2 separate regions of the Canis lupus genome follow, and region 2 is linked to region 1. A link is a contact called in public Hi-C data. All regions are on one chromosome and are shown on one strand. The core of a region is the stretch at or near the end of the contact, and the rest is flanking DNA. Distances in the headings are between cores, read along the strand shown. Region 1 has its middle 250 kb from the start of KLF3. Region 2 overlaps TBC1D1 (TBC1 domain family member 1).

Region 1 (6,604 bases), core at 1,193-3,692:
TAAAAGTGATATTCCTTTACACGCTCACATTACCCTATGTTTAAAAATAGTGACAGTCTATTTGTTTGGCATAAATGAGAACCTGTAGAACGTGTTGATGATAATGCCAGAATGGGCGCTCAATGCTAGAGTAGGATTTTGGAAGACTTTGACCTCAAGGTTTGGGCTTCACGAGAAACCAGCTGAGTGGCCTTGGACTAACCACTGAACCTTTCTGTTCCTCATCTCTTCCTCTGTAACTCCAGCTTAATTCCACCTGTTTACTGTGCTCTCAGGTTTGTTTCGTAGCCCCCATGGGAAAATATTTTGAAAGCGCCATCACCACCATCTTGACAGTTTCCAATCGAGCATGTGAAGCTAAAGGCCATTGCAGAACATACGAAGGCTAAAATGAGACCTGGTACAGTTTCTAGAATATTTGTGTGTGTCTCTCTGGCGCTGTCCAGAGACTAGAGTCCCTCAAAGGATGGATGTAGATTTTTTTTTTTTCCAACTCTCACTCACACCAAGCAATTTGCTAAGAGTTGGAAGGGTTGTTTACTACTACTACTACTACTACTACTACTACTACTACTACTAATAAAGGTAGAGGCAAAGGGAGGCATAAAGTAGTCTCTTCATCTGGGCCAGCAAAGGAACTTTGGTCCTGCAAACAAATGACAAGTAGTAAGAATGCTTGGTGGTGGCTTAAGATATTTAAGCTTCTAATCCTCTTGCTTCCCTCCCCTAAAAACACATGAAATTAAGGAACAGGCAAGAAAGGTGGTAAAGATTCCTGGAAGAGGTTTCAAGAAGGAGACAGGAAAAACAAGAAAATAAAGAGCACAATGTGTCCTGACACGTAGATATATATTTCCCTTTAGATTTCTCTTCCCCCTAGAACCATATCCAGGATTTTGTCTTTTCTTAACAAGAGTTTGGAAGGAAAGTTTGACATAATCCCCAGAACTGTAAAACCTCTTTGTGTGGCCGTCACCGGAATGCTTTTCTTACATTCCCTCAAGAAGCCAACCTACAATGTGGCAAGTTCTGGAAGCCAGGAAGGGAGGTGGTAATCTGAGCAGGGCTGCAGGGCGGCTCCCCTAGGCGCGGCGGTGCAGGGCAGGCGAAGGCGGAGCCCCAGCTCCTCGCGGCCTCAAACTGGGCCCCTCCTAGTGCCCCAGGGGAAAAGGAGGAGAGACCTACATTTAAAAAGGCAGGAACCTACCAACTGCAGAAATCCTAAAATGCCCGGTGCTAATTCCCACTTGGGAGGTCAAATTAAGGTCAGAATAATTAACTAAGCATCTCTCTGAAAACCCCCTATTTTAAGGGGTTGGGCCAGGCTGGCAACACCTCAAATCATTAACTAAACCTAACTTGGTCTTTAAAACTTAACCTAGGACTGTTTTGTTTTGTTGTGTTGTGTTTTTGTTTTTGTTTTTTTGCCTGAGCCAATTTTTCTGGTGGCATTTCTGTTACTTCCTGTTTGTGACTGAGCTTTCCTTGCCCTACTTCCTTTTGGGGGGGCTTGGGTGGCCTGTAATACCATTTCCATTTAGATGTATGGAAAAGGGGTGTGTGTGTGTGTGTGCATGCGTGCATGCACATGTGCTGGATTGGAAGGGAAGGAAATAATAACTTACGTTCAATTTCTATGTTCTAAAACTCTTTTTCTCATGCAGTCTCATTCTTTCATTTACTTTCCACAACAGCAGGAGGGGTTAAGCAGTATCATTATGCTCAAACTGGAGATAAACTGAAGCTTAAAAAGGTTAGTGTTCAAGGTCACTCATCTAATACAGGAGCAGAACCTGAGTCTGACCCCCTTGAGTCTGAATCCAAATCTGAAGTTCTTTTCGTTTGACTCTTAAGGGAGAAGCCAAAATTTAATTTGATTGGCCAAATTCTATTCAGAAGTATTTGCTCCATTTTAATTACAGAGTTGATTTCTGAAATGTAAAGAAAAGACTCAGCTCGGGCCTTTCACCAGAGCAATGGAACAATTCTTGAGGCTCTGCTATTTCGTTTTTTTGGCAGCATCTCTGCAGTCTTACAACATGGCTATTTCCAGGGCCAGGCTGGGGTGTTCCTGCTTCCCCTGAACCCGGGGGTGCGTTGTCAGTGGCAGGCAATAGGGGGAGCATGTGTGTAAGAGGAGGGAAGCCACTTGGGCTCAAGCAGGAAATGTCTGAGATCATGTGTCCTTAACAGGCCTGGATTGGAAAAGTTGCGTGTATGTTGTTGGGTTTTTTTTTTTTTTCTTCCCTGACTGAACACTTAAAACTCCAGCCTTCTCTGCAAAGATTTGTGCTTACTGATTTGTAGGGTGGAAAAAATCAGCCTGAGGGAGTTGTAAAAAGAAGTCACCTTTATGCCTACTGGGCCAAAGGGAGTAAACTTCTCAGTCTCCACCTTGCCTCTGAGGAAAGGCTCCAGCTCTGGGCCTCTGTAGGGCAGGGTAGGCCCTTGAAGCTTTGTCTCTGTGTCGGGGGAGAAGACACAGAGGCCCAGACAATGGGTTGTCTTGGGTTCTGAGAGGAGAGAAATTTGTCCAGTTGGTAGCAAGAGAATTAGAATGTCCACTGCAGGAATGGAGAGATGTGTGTCCTTTTTTTTTTTTAAACTATATTTCTGCCTTCCAGAACAGTGCAGGTGGCTGGCTTGGCTCTAGGTACTTTTACAAGGTACTAACTCTGACAGAGCCTGTTAAGTTATGCTGCGTTTGACAAGGGCCTTGAAGTGAGATGGAAAAGAAACAAATACGTCTGGCATTGCATGACCCTAAGCCCAGAGTGAGGCTGGGGAGAAGCTTCTGAGGCCTGTGCTAGTTCTGGAATGGCTTTGAGTGCTGACAGGCCACTCTGAATCTGGGGTGTAGCCTTCTCTCTTTTTTCTTTTCTGGACCCAAACTGTAATTTCTTAACCTGGGAAAGAAAAGTTGCAGGGGGGGAGATATTCTGAGGGCTGGTTGGCAACAATCTCCTTTCCAGCTGGAGACAAGAAGCAGGAGCTAATGTTGGCCTACACTTCGGATTTGTATATAGAAGATAATTGATCTTGTGTTGTGAATGGAGGTTATTTACAGAAAACATGTTTTGGTCTTGGTTCCAAATACACATGAAATTTGTACTCTAATGCACTTGTTCCTGATTTTTTCTTTTCTTTTCTTCTTTGGCTTCAAATGTTGACTTTGTAGGGTATTTTTCTAGAGCAGTAGAAAAGATCTTAACCAAAATTTAAAAGTCCCACGTAGGCATCTCTGTCTTCATGATGTGCTAAGGATCAAAACTCCCTTCACTGTGAATAAGTTTAAAAAGATGTAATTAGGGTGACCAAAATGAAAATGGACTAAATGGTGACCCACTAAGAATAGGTGGTACTAATAATGGTCTCTGGATCTCCGTTCTCATCCAGATTTCCCCTAATATAAAGTGATACCTGCACCTCATTTATACCTCTCATCATAGCAATACCTATATGTCCCCTGATATAAAATGATACCTATATGTTATGTGTTATAAGGAATTTAAGTACTCTGGAATGTTTCTCACTTCTCAAGGCCAATCAGGAAATTTACACGTGCAAAAACCCTAGTGCAAGTGGGTCACTTACTTAATCACCTTTGATGGAGAACCTACTATGCTAGGCATAGGAAACAAAGGTGAAGATCCTTTCTTGAATAACTTGCTGTCTGGTGCGAGGCCTTATGTTCCCTTGTACGTCTGTTTATACATGTGAGTGACCAGAAGACTATCCTGAGAGAATGCAGCAAAGACAGTATAAATCTACCTGCATACACCATAGTCCTTGCTGGGGTTAGGGCCCAGGCTACGAGGGCTGGAATCCTGGTTCTACCGTTTGCTAGCTGTGTGACTGGGGCAGATTTCTGAACCTGTCTGAGCCTCAGTTTCAACACTTTCATAATATGGGAAGAATAATGGTACCCATGTCACGGGTTTGTTGTTTTTCTGTGAGGATTCAACGAGCTGCACCATAGTAAGCAGTCCACGTGTGTTGCTGGTGATAATGAAAACGCGGTGGTGGTGGTGGTGGGGTCAGGATGAGGGAGAGGAAATGGAGAACAGCAGGGTCAGGAGTTTCAGTGGGGGAAAAGAGGGGAATGTGAAGGGTAAAGAACATTCTGGAAGAGGCCCTTCATTGTGCTCTAACAAGCCCTCCAAGATGTGCACTGGAGTCTAAGAACCACTGAGCTGTGTGGTAAGCTGTGGATTTTTTTTTTTTTAAGATTTTATTTATTTGAGAGAGAAAGCTCCAGTGCACAGTGGGCGGAGGGGTAGAGGTAGAAGCAGACTCCCCGCTGAGCAGGGATTCCAACAGGGCGCAGGATTCCAGGACCCCGACATGGGGCTCGATCCCAGGACCCCGGGATTGTGACCTGAGCCGAAGGCAGATGCTTAACCAACTGAGCCTCCCAGGTGCCACCCAGCTGTGGATTTTAAGTAAGGGGATGATATGCTTGGATTTCTGTTTTGGGAGAGAACACAGTGGTGGCTGTTAGTGGGATGGGTCCGAGATGGGGGACAGGAGGCAGGACAAGGGGTCTCAGGGAGGAGGGATGAGGAGCTAGGGAATATGTAGGGAGGGAGTGTGTAGGTAGGACAGGAGATATGGGGTCCCGGGACTAGAGGACATAAAATAGGAAGCAGACCTGGTTTAGTCATTGGACTTAGGGGAGGTGAGGGTGAGCCCAGGGACAGTGAACACAGGGCTTTTAATACCAATGACTAAACAGTGCCTCTGTGGTCTCACAGAGGCCGCTCGAGGGCCCCTCCTTGTCCCCCTGCGAGGTGACTGACAGCGCAGATTGGCATCCGTGCAGGAGGTCTGGCTCCTCTGGAATGCGCCGCGCTCTGCAACCACAGACACCACCTCCCCGGTGCCCCCCACGGCCCAGGGAGTCATTCCTGGTTCCTGCCACATAGGCGATGACTCACTCTCCCAGAACAGCTGGTGACCACTGGACTTCTCTCTTCCGCAGTTTGGGAGCACTTCCAGGACCTGCCCCTACTACCCAACCCCCCAAAAAGAAGGCGCTTTGACGTACCCTTTAGTGCGAGCTCTCTTAGAAGAGCCGGCCACCCACATCTCTGGGATCGGAGCAGCTCTGCTCCAAAATTATACTCACATTGTTGTTCTGTCTGCCTCTTAACTCAGATTATTAACCCTTCCTATTGCCACATCCGAAGTAGAAAGTTTGCAAGAGGAAAGGTAATAGTAGATCCAGTACCAATGACACGTCTTTCCTTTAAAGCCGGGTTTCTTAGGTGTAGTCCGTGTACCCCCTCTACATCGAGATCACTTGCGGTTTGGGTAAAAATGCAGATTCCCAGGTCCTACCATACACGGACTGAATTGCTAGGAGAGGGAAGTGGGGTCAGAAAACCAAGGAATTTATATTTTAATTTTTAATAAGCATCCACAAGTGAGTCTCAAATTACCAACTGAATAGCAACAGTGATGGCTCTAGAATTTTGCTTTCTGGCATTTCTGACTCACTATGCAGCCAGAACGACCTCAGTCCTCTGGGCTCCTCTAGCTCACTTGGAGGAAGGCAGTGCATCCTGCCCTGGGGAGAACAGCCACTCTAGAGGCTACCAAATCAGTGCTACTGATGTTCTGTTCATCTCCTTGAGGTCCTGGGGGGCAGCAAATTAGGCACAAGCACATAAAACAAGTCAAACATGTCTGTTCTATTGATTGTCTATTTAAGACAAATGCAGGGTGTTTGTCTGGCTCAGTCCGCGGAGCAGGTGACTCTTGATCTCAGGGTCATGAGTTCGAGCACCACATGGGGCAGACAGTTTACTTAAAAATAAAGAACAAAGAGAACTTCTTTTAAAAAAAAAAAAAGACAAATGCATTCTCATATTCAAAATAGTAGTGTTGGGTTACATTACAGTATTCTTTGAAAAGACTAATTTAAATGTGCTCCCAAATTCCAAGTAGTGGTATTAACTCACCCCCCGCCCCGGTAAAACAGTTTTGATTGCTTATTTTGGTTGGATTAATGGATTTCTACTAAATGAAATCCTCTTTCATCTTTTCCCTTTATGGTCAATGACTAACTAAGATCAGCAAAGCAATTTGTGGGTGGACCTAACTCGGATGCTGTGCGGAGTTTAACTGAGCCCCTGATGGTGTTACTGGAAGGCACTATCGTCAAAGTGGAACATGGGAAACTGAGGAACATGGAAATGCAAGAGGCACGTAGGTTCAAAACCTCTACTGAGAAACAAATTCACTAGAGGGTTCTGGGTAATTGGATTTGGTTTCCTTGTTCAGCAAGTATTCACTGAGGTCTGAACATAGCATTGACCTAAGGGCTGGAGGGATAGGAAGGCAGAAAAGGCTCGAACCGCACCCTTGGGGAGCCTACGGTCAGGCTGGCAAGATGAGACAAGCAGTTCAAGATCAAATACCAATACTAGGCAGTAAATGTTAATGAGCGGTTGGACATCACGTGCTGGCATAGGAGGCAGAGAGCTCACCCAGGCAGGAAGTCGGAGGACCTGGAGCTGCCCTGAAAAGTTGCGAAAGACAGGGAGAGACAGGTGGGTCTCTATGTAGAGACCTAGTGAGCAAAGCCACAGCACTGGGAAGA
Region 2 (6,604 bases), core at 2,766-5,265, 230 kb before region 1:
TGTGAACACGTTCTCCTCCAGGGGGGCTCTGAGTTGTCCTCTGTGATTCTGACCACTGGGATTGTTAGGCCAGTAGGAATGGCTGAGGTTGGGTCCCCTAGTACCAGGTTTCCCTGCTGGCTGGCCTTGGTTGCCTTCCTTCTGCGTCAGGCTGAGTGAGAAGGTGCAGGGAGTCTGGTGTTGTCTCCCCGGAGCACCTGGGAAGGCGAGGGGCATAAGGAGCCTCCCTCAGGAGGTTCTTTCAATCCCAGGGAGGCCATCAGAGGGCCACATGTTAGTGTTATTGGTCCAGGACTACATCTCCTTTAGCTGCTCTCAAACCAAGTGTGCTTAAGACCCCTTGGAGGATTCGTGGAGACACACACTGCTGTTCCTTGGTTCTAAAATTTCTGGTTCTGGATATGGAATTCTTGGGGGAGCCTGAGAATTTGCATTTCTTACAGCCTCCCACGTGATGCTGATTTTGGAGGTTTGGGGACCACACTTTGAGGCCCTCCGAATTTCTCACACTGCAGTGGCTGGTAGGCAAGGGTACAGCCTATCCTGATTTAAAATCCAACCAAAAAAGCTCTCAGTGGTCGTTAGTAAAATGAACAACAAGACTGAAAAGTAGAAATGTGTTCTATGGCAGATTATGAAACAGCCAACAGGTCCTGTTTTCTTCGCAATAAAAGTAATCAAATATTAATACTAGTCATTGTGATTATCTTTATCGTGTATTAAGTCTTTGGTGTTTGCACTTTTCCACAGTTGGATGGTAATTCTCACACTGATCTTCTTAGGGGTGAGGCTGGAAATCCTGCATGACGTGGCCACGGCTCCCGCAGCACTTAGTCGGCACAGCTACAATTCAAACCACATTGGTTCTAAATCCAGTCTCTTTTTTTTATATTTTATTTTATTTTTTAAAGTAAGCTCAGAGCCCACTGTGGGACTTGAACGCATGACCCCAAGATTAAGAGTCACATGTTGTGCTGATTGAGCCATCCAGACGCCCCTAAATCCAGTCTGTTAATCCCATTGGTGAACTGTTAAATTTTGGGAATATATGCTTAAATTTGTGTTTGTGATAGATGAAAGAACAATTTCTTACTTTGGAAGGATTCTAGAATTCAGCGTTAACCTTTGTTAATACAGCATCCGGTTTAGGCATTATTACATCCTAATTTTTTTTTTTTTTTACATCCTAATTTTTAAAAACAGAACTAGAACTATCCTAGTTGAATGGTTTCTATTAATACCATTTAAGTGAAGGCACGTACGTCTCCTGGAGGTAGCAAAGCCATGCCTTCGCACTGGATGTAAGCTAGCAGCTCCAGAATTACAGCTGTTGGCATACACGGTGAGCTCTAGATTTTGTAAAATGCTGAGATAAAGCCAAGGGATGCATAGAAACTACTTTCTAAATGGATCTTTTTTTTTTTTTTTCAAGTAAATTTGTCTTACCACTTTCATCTGAATGAAAATATTTACAGAATGGACACTAACAAGATTTTAAACATCATTTATTTTTTTATTTTATTTTATTTTATTTTTAAACATCATTTATTGATATAGAAATGCTGTTAACCATGGTGGTCTGTGATTCCGAAAATAATTTGTGGTACCAAACTATGCATTTTACCCTTGAGGGAATAATAGGTTGGTCACAGTAAGTTGAGGTCTTGTGGTCTACTTCCTGTCCAGGTGTGTTCACTTGAGAGAACTTTTGATGAAAGACAGTTTGGTTTTTAGATTTTTTTTTTTTTTTTTTGGTAGCATCACCTTCCCCAGTTACCGAGGGACAGTGTTTCTTACTGGCCCCGGCCTGGTTGTTGGGCGGGTCACAGAAGCCAGCAGCCTCTTGAGCCTTGCAAGGTTCGCAGGACGACGTAGAGTTTCAGGGGTGGGGATGGGCGCCCTGACAAAGTGCTCTTTCTTCCTACTGCTGTTTGCAGAACGCGTTCATCGTTTTCCCCTGGAGCAATCTATGCACACACCATGTTCTGGAATTTTCTTCTGTCGTTCCTAACACCGTGGCGTGTCACGCCTGGTGTACTCCCCGGGACAGAGCAGGCCAGTTATACCAGATGTTTTACTGGCACCAAGCAAAGCCATAGGACTGCTGCTCATTTGCTGGGGGTCCCTCCTCACCTCCTCCCCAATTTCCTCTGCCCTGCTGGTTCCACATTTTTTAGCCTGTCACCTCCAGGTGCCAAATTCAATGTCATTTAGAGATCGTCTGACTGAATGCACTAGAAATCTTGCTACTCTGGTGTAAGCGAGGAGGGACTGATGTTTCTCCCCAAACTGGCAGTTTGGGGGATGAAAGAGCAAAAGGCTGGTTCAGTGGCTTCATTGATGTTACAGCAGGTGATCTGGGCAGGGGGCGGGGGGGGCTTTTCTGTTTCCCCGTCCATCCTCCCCAATGCCTCATGGTCACAAGGTGGCTGCTGCGCCTTTGGCTTCCCTTGCGCTTCTAAGATGAATGAAGAGGGAGGCACTGAGGAGGAGAGGATGACCCCTCTATATCAAGAGAGCTAGACTTGCAGAAATCTCTAGTAGAACTCCACTTGGTGGTATTATCTGGAACTGTGTCACCGGCTGCTAGTAGCCACAGGGAGGCTGGGAGATGGTGAACTTTGGCTGAGCTTGTTGCCACCTAGTGCAGTATCCACAGTTGTAAGGGCGGAGGGGAGAATGAGTATGGGGTGGGAGCCAGGGGGCCTGCAGCACGGGCCACGGTGCTTTGCTGCTCACACACTTGCTGGGTTTCTTCACGCAGCCGTGATCTTGCAGGGATGGATCCAGAAAGCTCCTCTTCCTCTCTCGTCCTCTCTGCACCCAGCACACCACACTTCAGCCCTGACAGCCTCTCCAAATCCTTCCAGGCCACTTCAGTGTCATCGTCTCTTCCTCTTTTCTCTTGGACGTAATCAGCCTCTCCTTCCCCGATGCTTGATCCTGCTGGAGAGCCCCATACTTTGTCTTGGGGTTACCTGTCCTAACCTCTAGGTCTACGCTGTTCCATGGTTGCCACTACCCACGTAGGGCTCATTAAACAAATGTAAACTAATTACCCTTAAATACAGTGCAAAATTTAGTTCCTGACCCTAGCCCCACTTCCAGTGCTTAAGAACCACGTGTGGCCAGTGGCTAGCTCTAGAACGTTTCCCTCACCCAAATTCTCTTGCACAGGCCGCTCTAGGTGATGAGTTCTTTAACGCGTTACTTAGCCCTGACCCCGTCACTCAGAACTGTGAGCACAGCCTTCAGGATGGTGCCTGTGCTCCGTCGTCTCCTAACCGAGGTGGTAAACTTGGCACAGAGCTTACAGATATTCTACGACCCGCATGGCTTCCAAAAATACTGTCACCGCGTATGTAGGAGGCACTGGGTGCATTGCTTTTAAGGAATCGTTAAAAGCACACAAGGACTTGGAAATTTCAAATGTCTAATTTTATAGATTAAGAAACAGGCTCAGAGAGGGAGGGGGACCTACTTGTGGTCATGCAGGCAGACCGTGGTCGAAAGGTCTGGACTCTTGGTTGTCATGGCTGCATTCCCTTCTCTTTCTGTTAAACCAGACCCGATTATCACCAGCCTACTTTCCCTGATTATGTTCTCTTCTTGCCTACCCACCAGTTGCTAGTTTCTTGAGAAAGGAAGTTGTTTTCAGCTCTCAGCTGTCCTCAAATGCCCACTGCATATAGGCGGTGCTCAGGGAATGCTCAGGAAACAGATGAGACTTAGGGATTGTTTTGTTGCAAGAGACAGAAAATGACTCAAGCAAGCTTAATCAGAAGGAGATTTTAAACATCAAGATAAGAGCAAGAGCTGGAAACTAGAAGTTGTCTGGAGACACGGAAGTCTCTCTGGCTCCCTGTTTTTAGGGCCATGTAATGTTTCTTCTGGTTTCCTCTTTATTCCACACACCGGCGTTCCCAGCTGGCCCGTCACTCTGTACAGTCACACCAGCCTCCAAGTGCATGACCCCTTAGCTCCGGAGGCGTCTGATTACCTAACTGCCGCTCTGTGTCTCCCCTTACATGCTTGGGAGCTGATTGGCCCAACTCATGGCAGCTCCTCCAAGGAGGGACAGGAGAAGCGTGGTGCCAGCATGGCACAGGGGACCCACTCAAGTTACCATCTAGATGGTGGGGAGGACAGGGCAGGGCCTGCACTGGGAGGAGAAGGCACAGCCTCCAGCTTCCACAAGTCAGTGTATTCCTATTAATGATGCTGTTGACCAACCAAAGGCAGAACCTTGACAATAACTGGAGTTCACTGGCTTTATCATGGTTACTGGTTATCGGGAAGTAGGTGAAATGGTGTGTGACAAGCATGTGCCTTTCTTATTACCAGAAGTGCTTGGAAAGAAGCTGGTGACTTTCTGTCAGAAATTCCACTGCTGGGAATGCAGTTAGATTAACATGTTTACCCATAGGAATTTGGGATTCTTAGAGTAAGGTGTAGTGGTCACGTGGCTCAGCAGCCAGAGATGGTCGCAATGTCCCCGGAGGAAGAAGGACGGACGAGCCATTGCCGGGCTCTCCATGGGCCCGAGGCCTGTGGTGTGAGTGAGCCTGCCTGGGGGGGACCCCCACGCCTGCATCCCCTTGTGCCTCCTCGACAGGCCACTGTAAGCACTGTGGGTACGTCTCTGACACTGAGTTAAAGTTCCATTAAGGCAAGGCTGCAGTCTTCTTATGCTTCTGGACCTGGCACAGGGTTCGGTTCATAGATTGTTGCTTGATTTCTGCTGGATACAAGATAGATGACTTTGCAGTACTAACCAAATATGGGTATTTTATTATAACTACTCAGATTATACTCTGTGACAAATAACCTACACGCAGAGGAAGAAATACAAGGACATTTTCTACAGAGGTGTGGGAAGTTGTGATAATAGGTGATATTTTCCCCTTTGTCTTTTTCAATTTTATAATGTGACATTGATAGTAGGAAAAATTAATTTTTGATTAAGAAAGATGTTTAAAATATATTAGTCTCATAGAGGGTTATAATGGAAACACATTCCTGTCTCAGATCATGACACGTAGCAAGTATTCAGAGTCTTTTTTTTTTTTTTTTTAAGATTTTATTTACTTATTCTTAAGAGACACAGAGAGAGAGAGACAGAGACAGAGACACAGGCAGAGGGAGAAGCAGGCTCCCTGCAGGAAGCCCAATGCGGGACTCGATCTCAGGACTCCGGAATCATGCCCCGAGCCAAAAGCAAGCACTCAACTGCTGAGCCACCCAGGCGTCCCAAGTATTCAGATTCATTGGAAATGGGACCTGATGATAGAATTAGTTCTCTCTTTTGTGGACTTGAACTACAGACCTCATTTGGTGATTTCCCCCCCTTACTGTATGGAATTATTAAACTTGGCATAACCAGTAATTTGAGCAGAGAAAGTGATAGCCTTAATTTGCAGATACCTAGCCTAAAAGTTAGAGATAAAACTCTTCATTTGAAGGGTTTTTCTTGTGGCCTGTGGGCCACAGTCATCTTTTGTGCCTCATCTTTTGGGCCTTTGCCTCACTAGGGCCACACACTACCCACTCACCGTCCCAGGAAGGAGCTTCAGTGTCCCTAGCACCTTGTTGTCTAATGATCATCGAGATTCCAAATTTCTCTGGTTTCAGCAGAAATTTGGAATTAAAGTAACATTAAGAAATTTAAAAGCCCGTGGAATGTTTTTCTCTATATCCGGTAGCTTTAAAGATACCACATTTCATCTCAGATTGCTCTGGCTGTGCAACTAAAAACTTCTCTTTTGGAATTGCATTCGATAGACGAGTCCAAATTGGTATGTTCTATTTCCATATTAATATGTTTTGTTAAAGTTTAAACTCTGTGGTTGAAGTCATTTTAAGGTTCCTGATGATATCATGGTTTACTGTTTCTGAAGAAGACGTAGCAGTGATATGAAGATAGGAAACATATCATGGTGTCTGTATTTCATTTTATTATGTTGTTAAATTGAGGCAAAATTGGTAAATTACACATATAAGTGCAATACTATATAACTTGATGTCTGTGTTCATTATGAAGCGATCACTTCCAAAAGTCTGGTTACCATCCATCCCCATACATTCGACCCCTTTTGCCCATTTTCCCTATGCCCTCCCCTCTCCTCCCTTTCTGATCACCACTAATTTGTAAGTTTGGTTTTAGATTCCACATGAGTGAAGTCATACTCTTGTGTTTGTCTTTCTTCTTCTGACTTCCTTCACTTAGCATCGTATCCTCAAGGTTCATCCAAGTTGTGAGACGTGGCAAGATTTCATTCTTCTTCTTCTTTTTTTTTAAAGATTTTATTCATTTATTCACGATAGACATAGAGAGAGAGAGGGGCAGAGACGCAGGCAGAGGGAGAAACAGGCTTCACGCAGGGAGCCTGACGCGGGACCCGATCCCAGGACCGCAGGATCGCACTCTGGGCCAAAGACAGGCGCCAGACTGCTGAGCCACCGAGGGTTCCCCCTCTTCTTCTTTTTTTTAATGGCTCAGTGGTACTCCACTGTAATGTATACACCACAACTTCTCTCTCCACTCATCATCAGTGAACACGTAGGTTGCTTCTTTTTCTCGGCTCTTGTAAATATTGCTACTGTG

The links. Hi-C and Micro-C count contacts between places; a contact is called where the count stands out from the background.
Region 2: a contact with region 1 is called in a Hi-C map of skin fibroblasts, with 2.3 times the contacts expected there. The contact joins two enhancer-like sites. A contact is called at or near these places in 3 of 9 Hi-C or Micro-C datasets (blood and skin fibroblasts).

What each region holds. Positions count from the first base shown.
Region 1 is chr3:74,483,844-74,490,447 of UU_Cfam_GSD_1.0, reverse strand. No RefSeq gene overlaps it. Among named protein-coding and RNA genes, the nearest start is that of KLF3, 250 kb to the right of the region's middle. Within about 2 kb of position 2,442, at least 5 of the 20 cell types and tissues checked have an H3K27ac peak or open chromatin away from gene starts, as enhancers often do.
Region 2 is chr3:74,718,037-74,724,640 of UU_Cfam_GSD_1.0, reverse strand. All of the region lies in intron 12 of TBC1D1 (TBC1 domain family member 1), which reads left to right. Among named protein-coding and RNA genes, the nearest start is that of TBC1D1, 170 kb to the left of the region's middle. Within about 2 kb of position 4,015, at least 3 of the 20 cell types and tissues checked have an H3K27ac peak or open chromatin away from gene starts, as enhancers often do.